Regions from separate parts of the Mus musculus genome. Here regions 2, 3, 4 and 5 are each linked to region 1. Evidence: chromatin contacts called from public Hi-C, promoter capture Hi-C and targeted proximity ligation data. All regions are on one chromosome and are shown on one strand. The core of a region is the stretch at or near the end of the contact, and the rest is flanking DNA. Distances in the headings are between cores, read along the strand shown.

The links. Promoter capture Hi-C pulls out the DNA fragments that hold promoters and counts their contacts. A called contact is a pair of places that touch in the nucleus more often than the background predicts.
Region 2: a Hi-C map of the C2C12 cell line shows a contact between it and region 1, with 2.8 times the contacts expected there. A contact is called at or near these places in 5 of 39 promoter capture datasets (the 3T3-L1 cell line, hippocampal neurons, liver and 1 more), 1 of 484 Hi-C or Micro-C datasets (the C2C12 cell line), 5 of 130 datasets of targeted methods (the NIH/3T3 cell line, bone marrow-derived macrophages, large pre-B cells and 1 more) and 3 of 9 other capture datasets (adipose tissue, embryonic stem cells and pancreatic islet).
Region 3: a targeted proximity ligation map of embryonic stem cells shows a contact between it and region 1, with 3 times the contacts expected there. A contact is called at or near these places in 8 of 39 promoter capture datasets (the 3T3-L1 cell line, the C10 cell line, the SN4741 cell line and 4 more), 6 of 130 datasets of targeted methods (bone marrow-derived macrophages, embryonic stem cells and forebrain) and 3 of 9 other capture datasets (adipose tissue, embryonic stem cells and macrophages).
Region 4: a Hi-C map of neural progenitor cells shows a contact between it and region 1, with 2.4 times the contacts expected there. A contact is called at or near these places in 6 of 39 promoter capture datasets (the C10 cell line, the SN4741 cell line, embryonic stem cells and 2 more), 3 of 484 Hi-C or Micro-C datasets (bone marrow-derived macrophages, nephron progenitors and neural progenitor cells), 5 of 130 datasets of targeted methods (the 230-238 cell line, bone marrow-derived macrophages, large pre-B cells and 1 more) and 1 of 9 other capture datasets (embryonic stem cells).
Region 5: a promoter capture Hi-C map of hippocampal neurons shows a contact between it and region 1, with 2.7 times the contacts expected there. A contact is called at or near these places in 3 of 39 promoter capture datasets (hippocampal neurons and liver), 2 of 130 datasets of targeted methods (bone marrow-derived macrophages and pancreatic cancer cells) and 1 of 9 other capture datasets (liver).

The regions. Positions count from the first base shown.
Region 1 is chr19:21,776,982-21,779,863 of GRCm38.p6, forward strand. It overlaps Cemip2 (cell migration inducing hyaluronidase 2), which reads left to right and starts at 1,359. Exons shown (of 24, transcript NM_001033759.2): 1 at 1,359-1,805.
Region 2 is chr19:22,177,876-22,180,757 of GRCm38.p6, forward strand. It overlaps a transcript of Trpm3 not described here. Among named protein-coding and RNA genes, the nearest start is that of Trpm3, 270 kb to the right of the region's middle.
Region 3 is chr19:22,108,470-22,111,351 of GRCm38.p6, forward strand. No RefSeq gene overlaps it. Among named protein-coding and RNA genes, the nearest start is that of Cemip2, 330 kb to the left of the region's middle.
Region 4 is chr19:22,080,235-22,083,116 of GRCm38.p6, forward strand. No RefSeq gene overlaps it. Among named protein-coding and RNA genes, the nearest start is that of Cemip2, 300 kb to the left of the region's middle.
Region 5 is chr19:21,471,205-21,474,086 of GRCm38.p6, forward strand. Gda (guanine deaminase) reads right to left here and starts at 1,457. Exons shown (of 14, transcript NM_010266.2): 1 at 1,164-1,457. The coding sequence starts at 1,286.

The sequences.
Region 1 (2,882 bases), core at 109-2,608:
CAGTTCTACCAAGTCCTAAACCAAACCTTGGAAATAGGGTATTCCTTTTTCTGTCTGCTGGTGTATCATAGCTACACGGTTGAATTTTTACTGGAAGGGGGAGAAAACAAACAAATAAACAAACAGACAGACAAACAACAGTGAGCCTGAAAAATGAACAATCCTGCCTGTACAGTATTCAATGAAACAGTTCCCCAGAGGCGACACGTCCAACTCCGAATTAAATAGAGGATGATGACTGTCCGGATTTGGCAATCTGGCAGCTGTCATTAGCTCCTGACCTCGTGGTCTGACGGACCAAGCCAGGTCGCGCCCTTTGCTGCAGGAAAGGCTTTTCCTCTGCCAGAGCAACTTCCTCCAGGGGACCGGGTGGTGGCAGGGCTACTCATGCCACCCGGCCAGTATATTCTGCAGTAGGGTGGGCTGAGGATTGGTTTTCAGTGTTGCATCTCCGCCTCCTGCAAGCTTCAGCCACTCTAGAGTAGCGTGGCCAGAAGGCGTGACCAGGCCTAGGTATATTTATTCTGGCCTTAGTGTGAGATGCTGGGGCTGCTCCAAGCTCCTAACCAGAACTGGACAACGGTCTGAAGTCAAGAACACACTGACTCTGCTGAGAGGGCTACGAATCCAGCTTCCTTGTTGGCCAGGTGGGGGCAGTCGAGGCGCCAGGACCCGAGGCTCAGAAAGTTTTGAGTGAGGTGGGGGGCTTGCGGGATATTATTGGGGGAATATACTGCTATGCCGAGTCAGCTTCATTCCGGAGCGATAAAAGATGTCGAACTCAGCTATTGGATGATAAAGGAAGAGAAAAGAGTTCAACCCTGTGTGTGTGTGTCTCAGGGGTGGTGGTGGTGGTGGTGGTGGTGGTGGTGTGTGTGTGTGTGTGGGTGGTGGTGGTGGTGGTGGTGGTGGTGGTGGTGGTGTGTGTGTGTGTGTGTGGGGTGGTGGTGGTGGTGGTAATAGGGGTTCAGCAGCCTGGCTAGACCCGAGAAGATGCAGGTTCAGTTTCGAGTGATGAGGGGTGCAGGCTCAGGTCGACTTTGTCAAGAGGTGACAAAAAAAGCAGTATCAGACTCAGCTGGGATGATGAGGTACACAGACTCAGGTTCAGGCCCGCTGCTTTTCCTGAACTCCCAGGTAGTCATCTGTAGCCGAAGGTCAAGGAGCCGCTGGGAAACCCTGGCCGCCGACGGTGTTGGCGGGCGTCCTTCCTGCTGAAGGCAGCTGGAGGCGCTGAGCCTTCGTCTGCAGCTTGTGGTGGGCGGAGCCTCCGCAGGTCTCGTCCCTCTGACAACAGGCCCCGCCCACCCCGCCTTTGACCCGCCTCCCTAGCTCGGGGCCGCCTGCCCAATCCGCAGCACTCTCGGCCCAGCCGAGCCGGCGCTTGTGTGGCCGGAGGCTGATTAGAGGGACCCTAGCGAGCCGCGGCGCCCGCCGAACCGGGGACCTGCGCGGCTCGGGAACGCGCCCTGCCTGCCGCTATTGTCTCGGAGCCGCACAGGCTCGCGCCGCCCGGACGGCGATTCCCCTCCTCTTCCTCCGGGAGGGAAGGATCCAAGAGCGCCAAGCCGGGCTGGCTGGAGGAGGTGGCCGCGAAGGCGGAGGGAGGAGCGTTACTCCCCGGCCCCGACTGCTTCTCCTCCGGCGTAGGTTGCCGCTGAATTCAGAGCGGCAGCGGGACGCGGGTTCCTGGCCATGGAGAGGAGATCTGCACGCGGGGACTCCAGGAGCTCTGCTCCCGCTCCTGCTCCTCTGGCCATCGCGTAGACACCTGAGTAGACCGACGCCAGGAGGGGGAGGGGAAGGTAAGGCTCCTCTAGTCCCGGGTGCCCAGCCCCGCCTCCTTGGCGGTCCCAAGGGCCCGGAGGGCGCAGACCCGACTTGCGCACCTTGGCGTCCTGGAGGCCTGGCTGTCCCTGTGCTGGCGTTTTTTTGCCGAGAAGCACAACATCCTGTGGGTTCCAGCGTCCGCCTTTGCCGGCGCCTTCCCGCCGGAGTTCTCCCATACATAGCGCCCCGAGACTCAACCTTCTTCCATGAAAAGGGGTCCTTAGGAATAGAGGTTTGATCCCCTTTTCATCCACTTTGTGTTCCCGGGGAGGTTAACAATGGGTCTTTTAAAGTCGGTGTGAACAGCCCTAAAGTTTCTGGAAAGGCTGCGTGGGGGACGCGGACCGCAGTGAAAGATTGATGGAATGTGCATTGTGGAGCCTTGGCGTCTACAAGAGCACGCTTGTGTAAAGTTTGGGGGGGAGTGTGGATCTTTGTCTCCTACTGTTCCCCTGAGTTGGTGTGACCCTGCTCCGTGTGGTAAGGCGCAGTTTCAGAATCTGGGCATCTTTAAAGCTGGGGACCAGTTTTTAGCACAGGACCTCACTCACCACAGTTCCTTGGCAGAGTTGGGAGGTCCTGGCAAAGAATGGGGTTCTCACTGCGAGTACCCTGAGGTGCTTCACGTAATACTACTTACTGCCCTCTAGCAATAAAACCAAGGTCTCTGCTGGGGGGCTGGTGTTTGTCACCAGACCCCCTGTGGAGCAGAAACACTCCCCTTAAATTCTCCGCCGAAGGTTAGGAGAACAGACTTTTGACACATCTCCTTTCTTCTGCAGTTGGGGTTAAAGGTAGAGTGCCTGTCTTTTAGGAACTTCCATCTGCTCCTGAACCACACAGTGTGTTGGACTGACTCCCTTGTGCTGGTGACTAGTCTGATGCTACACAGTTGCACATGTTGAAGGGCTGCAGAAGTCTTAAGGGCTCTTACCAGTAAAAAGAAAATTTAGAGGAAGAGGAGGCAGGAGAAGAGTTTCATCAAAGCTTAAGGGAAGCCTGAATTCCCATTGCAACCAGGCTTATCTGTTGGAAATGGCCACTAAACCCAA
Region 2 (2,882 bases), core at 111-2,610, 400 kb after region 1:
AATGGAATAGAATTGAAGACCCAGAAATGAACCCACACACCTATGGTCACTTGATCTTCGACAAGGGAGCTAAAACCATCCAGTGGAAGAAAGACAGCATTTTCAACAATTGGTGCTGGCACAACTGGTTGTTATCATGTAGAAGAATGCGAATCGATCCATACTTATCTCCTTGTACTAAGGTCAAATCTAAATGGATCAAAGAACTTCACATAAAACCAGAGACACTGAAACTTATAGAGGAGAAAGTGGGGAAAAGCCTTGAAGATATGGGCACAGGGGAAAAATTCCTGAACAGAACAGCAATGGCTTGTGCTGTAAGATCGAGAATTGACAAATGGGACCTAATGAAACTCCAAAGTTTCTGCAAGGCAAAAGACACCGTCAATAAGACAAAGAGACCACCAACAGATTGGGAAAGGATCTTTACCTATCCTAAATCAGATAGGGGACTAATATCCAACATATATAAAGAACTCAAGAAGGTGGACTTCAGAAAATCAAACAACCCCATTAAAAAATGGGGCTCAGAACTGAACAAAGAATTCTCACCTGAGGAATACCGAATGGCAGAGAAGCACCTGAAAAAATGTTCAACATCCTTAATCATCAGGGAAATGCAAATCAAAACAACCCTAAGATTCCACCTCACACCAGTCAGAATGTCTAAGATCAAAAATTCAGGTGACAGCAGATGCTGGCGAGGATGTGGAGAAAGAGGAACACTCCTCCATTGTTGGTGGGATTGCAGGAAAATAGTTAATGACATTTGATCTTTTACTTTGGCAACGGTGTTTCCTGAGTGAAATGCCATAGCTGTTACGGACAGGGAGCTAGACTGAACAACATCATAGCATGACTCAGCATGGGGGTGTTGTTTTTAGAATTCTCTCTTGAGAAAATCAAAAGGTTTTGCAATATCTGACTTTTTCTATATAATCTACTTTCTATAATAGATAGAGGCCTTAGAATTTCCCATTTCGAAGATGTATCAGGATCCCACAGTGCTTTGGTAAAGACAGCATTTACATATGAAGTTGCTAGCTCTATTTTATAGCAAAACCTATAGTTAAATGCCAAATTGTATATACAAGGGATGGGAATACCGATGAGGGATGTGCTGACATGTTTGTGGGAAGAGTCACTGAGATGACGGATCTGGGTCGGAGTCATGCAGGAGAGTGGGATGGGGTGGAAAGACCAAGATAGGTCTACACATCTTGGCAGAAATGCTATTGGCACTAGGGTAGCACAGCCTTCAACCAGAGGCATGTGAGTGGTTGTTGCAGGAGGCCTAGCAGGCTCAGCCCTTGATTACTGGATGATATCAGTGCCCTCTGAGCAGGGTTCTGCCACCCCATGCAGCTTGGCCAATTCTTGTCCTGTCAGAGTTGTGAGCTGCTGCTGGCATGTGCTGTATTGTATCCAGGGCTGTATTGCTTTTTTGGCTTTTCAAAGAAGAGCTCATGGTGCCAAGTGGGAGGAGGTGACAGATTTGTTGTGTCCTTTTGGGCAGAGTAGGGTGACTTGAGTGCTTTCATAGGACAAGTTGGACAAGTTAAAATTATTTCTAAATTCTAGAAGAACTCTTTGTAGTAAATTAGAGGAAAAGAATCAGTGTCATAATCATAACCTGTGTCATAATAAAGGCTGAGGTATCTGAAGACAGTACAGGCACCAAGAGACCAAACTCAGACTGATGAGTCTTCAAAAGAAATCTGAGAGTGGGATAATTTTGGCTGACTAATATGTCCACACAGGGAAATAGCTTTGCAATTATGCAGAGACTTTGTCATCTTTATGTGTCTTTATAAACTATGAATAATATTTACTCAATGTGAATTACTTTATGAATATTTGAAAAATGACAAGCATTTTGGAATTAAAGTCTTTTTAAATGTTTTTATGGCTGGAGTTATATACTCTATGTAGTTATTATATACAGTTTACTTTTTTGATTATTTGCATTTAAAATTATGAAGTTATTTTACATATATATTATAGGCATATTTGCTATGCATTAGTAACAAAATATTCAAAATATTTTACATGAAAGAATAAGTCCAGTGAAATTATTCGTTTATTTGTTAGCTGTAAGAAACCTCTTATGTTCAGTGAACTCTGGTGTCTTGATTATTTTGTTGTTCAGTAGTTGTTTCTAATATCTTAAATTTCTACATGTATTTAAAGGTTTAAGGAAACCAGTGGGTCTATTGTCAGAAAAAGGCACATATACCCAAGCACAGAAAACTTTTTCAGAATTACAAAGCAGGGTTCAGACACCTGTGGACTACCTTGAATCCTTTAGAAGAATATGAATCCTGGATAGTACATTTCTGGATTTTAGCACAAATCATCTTTCATGTGTGAAAAGAGAGAATTCATTGTCGTGTTGCTATGTCTGTCACATGTTGGTCTCCATGGAACTTGGTGATCTGAATGTGCTGTGGTGTACTGTTGCCAACTGTTTAACATCCAAAGCCATTTGGAATTTGTTTACTCCAAGCCATTGTACCAGAACCATGTTAGTAACAGAATTGCTGTGTGGAGTTGGAAATGAAATAATATAAAGAGCTTCCAGGTATGCGCATGAACAGAAATGTGCAGCCCGGACTTTCAGCATCTGCAGGTAAGTCTCTCCTTGTGTGGACCTGGTCAGCTTGGTGGACCATTGAGGGAGGATTCAGATTTATATTAGAGGTTCACCACTCTTCCTCCAAGTCTCTTCATCCTTCTCTTTGATACTCAACCCACAGGTGAAGTTTTACCAAACCCTGCTGTAGACTCTGAGATAGGCGTGCAGAGTTTTCTGGAGTCCTCTTCTTATTTTATTTCTCACTCAGGTCAGATACTGCTCTGTGACTTGAGAATAAAGATTGTTC
Region 3 (2,882 bases), core at 207-2,706, 330 kb after region 1:
ACAGCAAAAGGGAGAAACATAATCTGGATTTAGGTCTCCAAAAAGAGTTACAGGGAAGGGACATTCAAGCCAAGACTCAAAGAGTGAAACAGCTTTTTAACAAACCAAGGCAAATAGGAGGAAGAAGAGTGTTGTAAGCAAGAGGATGGCAGGACCCTCAACTCAGAGTTCTCCAGAACCCCGAAGTGCAGTGGAGCTGAAACTAGAATTACAAAGGGCAGAGTAGACAGAGGAAGCACTGAAACAGTGGTCAGTTGTTTCTTGAAGTACTTAACCAATGTGTCGAGTCATGAGTTTCAGTTTCATCAGAAGGGAAAAGAGCTACCCTTATACGTTCATGTTTGCATGTTAGAAACCTCATCTTAGTACACTGGATAGGGCAGACGGGAAGAATGGTGGTCTCCGAGGTAATCCAGGCAGGAGTGAAGGGAATGGTGGATTGGCAGGATTTTTCAAGACTTGGGGAATGTGAGGATGCATTTGGATGGCGAACAGAAAGGGATCAAAGTGGATTTCAGGTTTCTAGCTTTTATAAATGGGTCCTAGGAGAGCCAATTACTGACTTGTGACTGGACAGAAGTGGCATATGTTGCTGGAATGCGTGTGTGTAGGTGTGAGTGTGAATAAGGCAGCTGTTACAATCCATGAGCATATAAAAATAGTAACAACGGAAAGCAGGCAATTACTCCTTTATCAAATTTATGATCATGTTAATGTTACTGGGCCAGAAGCCATGCAGATAGTAATGATGGCGCACACTTTCTAGATCATTAATTGATAATATACTGAGCTGTTGCGTTGATACTTCATTTGTTTAGTCAAGGCTTACACAATGCGATCCATTTAATCATTTCATAACATATAGGCTGGGTTTGGAGAGAAGTTTCAATTATCCTTTAAAATGTATCTTAGAAAACGCGTTATCTAAAAATCCCTTGAAATGGCAGTCATTGTGACTTTTCTGGATTTTTTTTTTTAATTTTCTTATGTAAACAGTGAGTATTCCATTGAAACTTATCAGTCACAGCCCAGTATGAACTACAGCTTACTCCTAAGAATTTATCTATCATCTATTTGAGGCAGTGGCTCTTCTATGTGTAGCCCTAGCTGCCCTAGAAGAAGTAACTCTGTAGATAATGCTAGCCTTGAACTCAGAAATCAGTCTGCCTCTGCCCATCTCACACTGGGATTAAAGATGTGTGCCGCCGCCACGCCCAACACAAGAATTCCTTTTTAAGGAAGGACAATCTGGGTAATGTTCCTTTTAAAGCCTTAAAAAGTAAGTAGATACAAGGGAGGTCACAGGTGTCTTATGTCAGGAAGTATGAAGGAAGCCTCACTCTGGACTGATTTTTCAAGGCATGGCTTCCCTCAAACTCTTAGCCTAGCTTATCCATTGTGCTAGGGCAAATCTGTTGTGGGTAGCCCTGGTGTTATTTGTATTTTGATGCTAATTCTGCCTTCCCAAGAGGGGCTACCTAGGATGAGGAGTGAGTCACATAACTCAGGTGATTTCAGGAGAACCCTTCCCTAATGAATAAAGATTTCAGGGGACCAATCACTGTTCGAGTAATAGGTGGGACTTCCTGGTGGAATTGAGGAAGAGGGGAGGCAGAAAAAAGGGACGGATTTTTTTGGTTTGTTTGTTTTTTGTTTGGGGGATTTTTTTTTTTTTTCTAGTCAGGGTTTCTCTGTGTAGCCTTGGCTGTCCTGGAACTCACTCTGTAGACCAGGCTGACCTCAAACTCAGAAATCTGCCTGCCTCTGCCTCCCAAGAGCTAGGACTAAAGGCGTGCGCCACCACTGCCCAGCTAATAGACAGGTTTTTGGACAGGAGACAGGTGGAGGCCAAAATGTAGGATATGGAATCAGTTTAGGTGGCGGATCTGTGAGATCCACTACCGGAGGATTTAACTTAGAATGGCTTACACATTAGGATACTAGTTGTTGCGCCCAGTGATTGTGTTACCTGTTAATTCTGTACTAAGTTTATGTGCTGTTTTCCTTCCCTTGGTTACTCAACTGGGTTCCAGAGAGAAAGGCATGACGGCAAAGTGAGGCTTTGCGAGAAGTGTACCCCAAAAGGTTGTTGGAATTTGGAAGTGTACGGCTGGCATGGCAATGACCTGCCACAGGAACTTAGCCAGTCTGGTGGAGAGATTTTGGAGTTCAGGGTCAGAGAGTCTGCCAAGATGAGAACAGGCCATCCTGTAGCATGGATTGTTTTTTAAATATTTCCCCACAACACTAGTCCGCATTGCTCACTACATCTGCAGACAAAGCTCTATTCTGGACTTGCAAGCTATGTTATTGTTTTAAATTTTTAAACTTAACATACAACTTTAGAAAGTACTAGTGTAGAAAACACATCTTCAGAATACCCCATCAGGCAATAATTGAACCAGGGTTCAGCCACACTGAGCTAAGAATGATGGGTAGCCAAAGCTACTTAGGCCCAATCTGATGCAGACTTTCCACTCAAAGAAATTGTTTTCTCAACAAATACCCTTGGTAAATACTTCTCCCACCATTTTGATTAAACAGGTGAATTGGATTCTTTCTGCCGCTTTCCACAGGGGTGGTCTGTAGCAAGTATATAAAAGAAAACCAGCTCTCCCCCAAGTCACTGAGCTAGGAGCTAGGGCAAGTTAGAGACACAGACCACAAAAGATGTTTTATTTATATCACTGCTAGTAATTGGACTGCTAGCATGTTGTTGTGCTTATAGTAAATAGTCATTCAATAAATTATGAAAAAATAAATAATATATAAATTATTCAGGGCTAAGGACATAGCTCAGTTGTATAGTGCTGCTATGAGGCTCTGGGCTCAGTCTCCAGGCTGCCTGGCTGGACTTCTCTGTTACCCTCTAGAGACTTCCT
Region 4 (2,882 bases), core at 182-2,681, 300 kb after region 1:
TTAGCTGAAATATCCAACAAAGGGGAGATAGAACCCATAGAGACCATATCTAGTGGATAGGCACAGCCCCCAGTTGAGGGATGAGGCCACTCACCCACCTCAAAAAATATTAATCCAGAATTCCGACTGTTAAAAGAAAATGCAGGGACAAAGGGTGGAGCAGTAACTAAAGGAAAGGCCATCCAGAGACTGCCCCACCTAAGGATCCATTCCATCTGCTAACACCAAACCCAGACACTGTTGCTGATGCCAAGAAGTGCTTACTGACAGGAGCTGGTATAACTGTCCCCTGAGAGGCTCTGCCAGAACTGGACCAGTACAGATGCAGATGTACACAGCCAAACATTGCCCAATGGAGAAGTTAGGGCAAGGACTGTAGGAGCTGAAGGGGGTTTCAACCCCGTAAGAAGAACAATATCAACTAACCAGACTCCCCAAAGCTCCCAGGGACTAAACCACCAACCAAAGAACACACAGGGGGTACCCGTGGCTCCAGCTGGATATGTAACAGAGGATGGCCTTATCTGGCATCACTGGGAGAGGAGCCCCTTGGTCCTGTGGAGGGTTGTTATATAAGCTTTCATTCTGGCTTGTAAATTCTAATGTCAAGAAGAAAAATAATAAACAATCTAGCTTTGCATCTTCAGATTTTCTAAGTTCTTTTCCTTGTATTTACATTCAAAATAATAGTTTGACTTATAAAATTATCCAATTTGGACTTTCTAAGCATGCATCTTACCAGTGGAGAATCAGTCAATCAATCATTAGCAGAGTGTCAAGCAAAGAGAATGCCAGTGTGTATAATCTTTTAAAAGTAAATCTAACTTTTATGGAAACTAGTATGTGTTGATGGCAACATTAAGTCACTGCCTTTTCATTTTGACTCACACCATAGCATTTATATGCAATCACTTGTTGTTAAATGACGAACAGACCCTATTTGCCTTATTTTGAATGTATTAAAATATATTAGACATTTTTCTAGATTCTGCCACTTCTATGATCAAGCTTACCAGTTTTTGTTGTTGTTGTTTTGTTTTTGAAAGAAAATTTTGAGTCATCTAAGTAGTTGGGATGGGGTATGTTAAACACCAGCTATAGATCCGGTATTCAGAGATCTTGCTAATAAAATATAATTCAAAGAGGGAAAACAGTTAACATATTTTTCATTAATATGTTTTTGCACATCTCTTAAGTGGAGCACATATTTGAATAAGAAATGGCTAAGCATTTGTGAAAGCCACGAATTTTTCATTTCAAAGAGAGGTTTTGAATGCAGGCAACCCTTTATACCAAAACATATCCAATTGAATAATGAATGAAAAGATTCAACTCTGGAGATGCTGCTGCTGGCGTCTAATGAGCTGGGATGCCAAAGCAGATGGCTCCTAGATACTTGAGTAGGGGGTGGAGATTGTTCCTCAGGATTTGCCTGCGTGGAGGGATTTCCAGCACTGGCTTGTGTCTAAATCAGCTTGTTCTACTTCCTGTAACCAAGGCAATGATCCAGAGCAACAACAAACAAAGGGACTTTGTAAAAAGGAGACAGTTTTCGCTATTTGTCAACACTATTCTTCTTTCATTTTATGTCTCTCCAAATACATTTTATTGATTAATGTGAAATTCCTTACAGAACAATTTCTCTGTTTATAGCAATGCCTGTGAGTCAAATGGCATGGTTCGTGGAATATAGGTGTGTTCATTCCTCTTTTAACGATTTTGAAGATCACTTAGAATCCAAGTGTTTGATGGCATTGCCTTGGGGAAGAGCATCCTTCTATTTAAACATTCCCTTACATACACATTTTCTACGGGTAATTTGCAGAGTGCTTGCCATGTGCATAGTATGGTTAAATATTGGAACAGAATACCATCTAACAATGTCAGTCAATTGACCAATGTAAGATTAATAATAGATAACACTTTGATCAAGATTCTGCACTATCTGGATTCTAATGTCCTCATTTTACAATGTCTAGGCCAATGAAGCTGAGGAATGCATGGGCTTTTAATCTTCTGGCCCTGACAAGCATTGGACATAAGCACAGCTGCTAATGCTTGAGAACCCAACACACACATTGTCTTCTTTTTAACCAGCATGGGATTTTCTTTTTAAACAAGATGGAAAACCAAGACAATGAGAAGCAAAGAACACATCTATTGCTGTGTATAATATTTGGCATGCCCAATCTTTATGCCTTTATCTCTGATGAAATTTATGTTTTGATGTTCCTCTAAAGTTGTTCGTATTGGAAATGACCACTTCATTCCTTGTAATGTTTCCTCTCTTCTTCCTTGTTATTTTTTCAAAGCTTTTAAGCTGTGAGTCAGAGATTTAGCAGGAAACATATGGAAGGGTAAAACTGAATAACTAAATAGCTTTTAATGAATATTCCCCCATGGCCAGGGGGATATTTGCTAAATGAATATGTGAGATCTACATTTCTCAAGAACTTTCCTAGGAACTCTTTGTACAGCATGTTCCTGCATCTACAGGCCACTGGATCTACACCACTGTAGTGCTTATCAATTATTAATCTTACGTGGGTCGATTGACTGACATCGTTAAATGGTATATGTCCTCCCTGGAATTCATGTGATGATCATGGTGAGAGTATTTATTTGCTACTCAGATAAAGTAGCTATGTAGATAGGGCGGGGACTGTGAAATCCAGCAGAAGGACATGTTTAACCTGTGCTAATCAAGCAGGGAAGGATCCAGGGTAGAAGTTCCCTGACCATATCTTCTTTCTAGTTCTTAGAGTTATTTGTATCATTGATCCTATGAAGTGTACATTTATCATGAAGAATGTATGTATTATGTATATGTACACACATATATGTATATTTAATGGCTATTACATATATATATGTGGTGGCTA
Region 5 (2,882 bases), core at 207-2,706, 310 kb before region 1:
CGTTAGGTGAGCTCTGAGAATGTTATCACCTTGGAAACGCAACATCCTGCTTCCCAATGTACCAACAACAACAACAGCAAAAAAAAAAAAAAATCAAGTCCCACAAGAAAACAAGATTGGGAGCCTGTGTGGTGGCTCAGCATGTAAAAAGTACTTGTCACCAAGGTGCTTGTCACCAAGCCTGAGGACCTGGATTCAGTTCCTGGAATCCATGGGGATTAAGGAGAGAACCAACAAAGAGAACACGTTGCTCTCTGACCACACATGCTACTTTGAGTATGTACACACACACACACATTTTTAAAAATCTTTAAGAATATCAGGTTTGGTTACTCCCAAATCTAAGTCATAATTCAGCATGGTCAATGACAGCATCTTCAACTTGGCAGACCACAGACTGGTATACTTTGAGAAACAATTAAAAATCCCATTCTGCCCCCAAAATGAAATGACTTCACTTATCAAACTGGCCAGGATGTTACTAATGTACACTGTCACCATCTGGGTGGACAAAGAAGTGCCAGGTATCAAAGGACACTTGTGGAAATCTAATTGTAGGGGGAGGGTATAAAAGCTATAATCATAGAAGGCATTTTGAACCTTAAAATGAAACCGTTTGTTTTGATTCAAATGGCTGTGTTGTGTGTGTGTGTGTGTGTGTGTGTGTGAGAGAGAGAGAGAGAGAGAGAGAGAGAGAGAGAGAGACAGAGAGACAGAGAAGACAGAGACAGAGACAGATTTTCCAGTTCTGTCCCTTCCAAGATTAAACTTGTGTAACATGTAGTGTTAATGCATTGTTTGATGAAAGAGCCTGCGAATGAGACCAGATGTTTTTGCTTATTCTACCTGATAAATTCAGCAGACAACACTAATCAACTGATCCCCACGCCACCCTGGTCAGCTCTGTCTCAAGAAATTCAACCACCTTTTCTAGGGATGCCTACAGTGCGGTGCGAGTACTGTTCCAGGCTTCTGGGATGTCATTCCGCCCTAGCCAGGTTACAAACCTAGTGATCAGTCAGTCTGCCTTCTCTAGAAGCCAAACGCTAAAGTTCAACTCTGGAGCCACCGTGCTCGCTCTACAGGAGCGAACCCTGAACGCGCAGTGCCTCGCCAGGGTCCCTCCACCTGTCCGCGGTGCGCGGGACCCGGTGCCCACTCACTTTGCCGCTGTCGCTCACGCCGAGGAGGTGATCGCGAAGCACCTCCATGGGGCAGGTCCAGGTGGAGTGGACGAAAGTCCCTCGGAAGACGAGCGCCAGCGGCGGCGTCCGAGCCGCACACATGGCTGCAGCAGGGCAGCGCGAGTTCACTGGCCAAGGAGGGCGCACCGGGCGGGCGCAGAGCGGTTCCTGCGGCTGCGGAGCGGGAGCTGCTGGCTCTTGGGGCTCGTTCTGCCCCCGCTTCCCCAGGCGATCGCCTGCCCCCTGCAGGCCGCGCCCAGGGGCTGGCTCCCTGCCTCCTGGATGCCAATAGGATTTTTCTCCTCTGAGTTGGCTCCAGCTCCCTTGGGGTGTGGCTTTCCTCCCCACCCCTGCGTTGGTTTTGGATGTGTTAACTCCTTGAGTTATCGAAATCAAGCCACTCTGACTTGCTTTCGTTGTGCACCTACACTGTCTTCTCTGAGCCTTCTATACTCCTAGGACCGTTCATCCCCTCAACTTGAGCACCAGAATTCTGAACTTGCATAAACGTGGTGACAGGTGAAAGGTCACTTTGAGCTGTACACCTTGTGGCCAGTTTCCTTTCCTGAGATTGAAGGATGCATACTATGTGTTCATTGTTTGCTGGGGTTCTGGAAGCTTGACTTATGTGGAACTTTACAGGGATCTCCAGCACCAAGGGTTAATCTAGATCTCAAAGTCCCTCTCTTCCACCGAGGTCAATATTTTAGTCCTTTTGCCCATCCACATACAATACCACGACTAACTTGTCTTGTGTCTGAGGAAACTAATTTTATTTATTCAGTTGTAAAAGAGGAGAAAATGAAGTTCCCAGCAGCTGAAGTACAAGGGTAGAAATCTAAAGACCACCTGCAAGCTACCAAACAGTCTGAGGTCTTCCATTCCTTTCATGAAATCAGAACCTGGGCCAAGTCACTACAAAACCTGTCCAGGTTCCCTCCCCCCACAACAGCCTCCAGCTCCTCGAGTTAGGTCCTGCAGGCAGGACTTTCTGGTTACCTTCAAAGTGTGGATCCCAGGTTTCCTCTGCTGCTCCCCACAGCAATGGGCTTGCTCTGAATCTAAATGGGGCAGCCTCTCTTCATTGCTTTGCCTTAAGTTGTAACTCCATGCAGTAACTGCCCCTGCCCAAGAGCTAACTTCCCCCTATCCAGAAGTTCCCGTCCCAGGAATCCATCCTTTTCCTTCACTGGTCATATCCATCCTTAAGAGTGTCATTTTCTCCCATATGTTTATTACCATTTCTTTTTAATGTTAATATTTTATTCCTTTGATCATTTTTTACAATGTATTTTGATCATATTTACTCACTACCCCCACTCTTCCTACTAAATTCCCTCCAGATTGTGTCTTCTATATGCAGGAAAACTGCACCATGTGATCTCAATAACATAGTAGCCTACACGAGGCTACACCTGAGCACTAACATTAGCTGACAATCAAGCTTGGTATCGGGAAATCCCACAAGACCTCTCCAGATGAAGTGCTACAGGCAATTAATGAGGGCTGAGAAGGCGAGTCAGTCTTTGTCAGGGATGAGCCCTGTAATTAGATATCTAGTACCGAATGGTCACATCTATAAACATATCCTTATGAACAATACCAAATGGACTTAAGTTGCATTTACATTTTTATGTATGTTTACAGGTAGTACATTGTGAGAATTTAAAGACGTAGATTGTCAGCAATGACTACCAC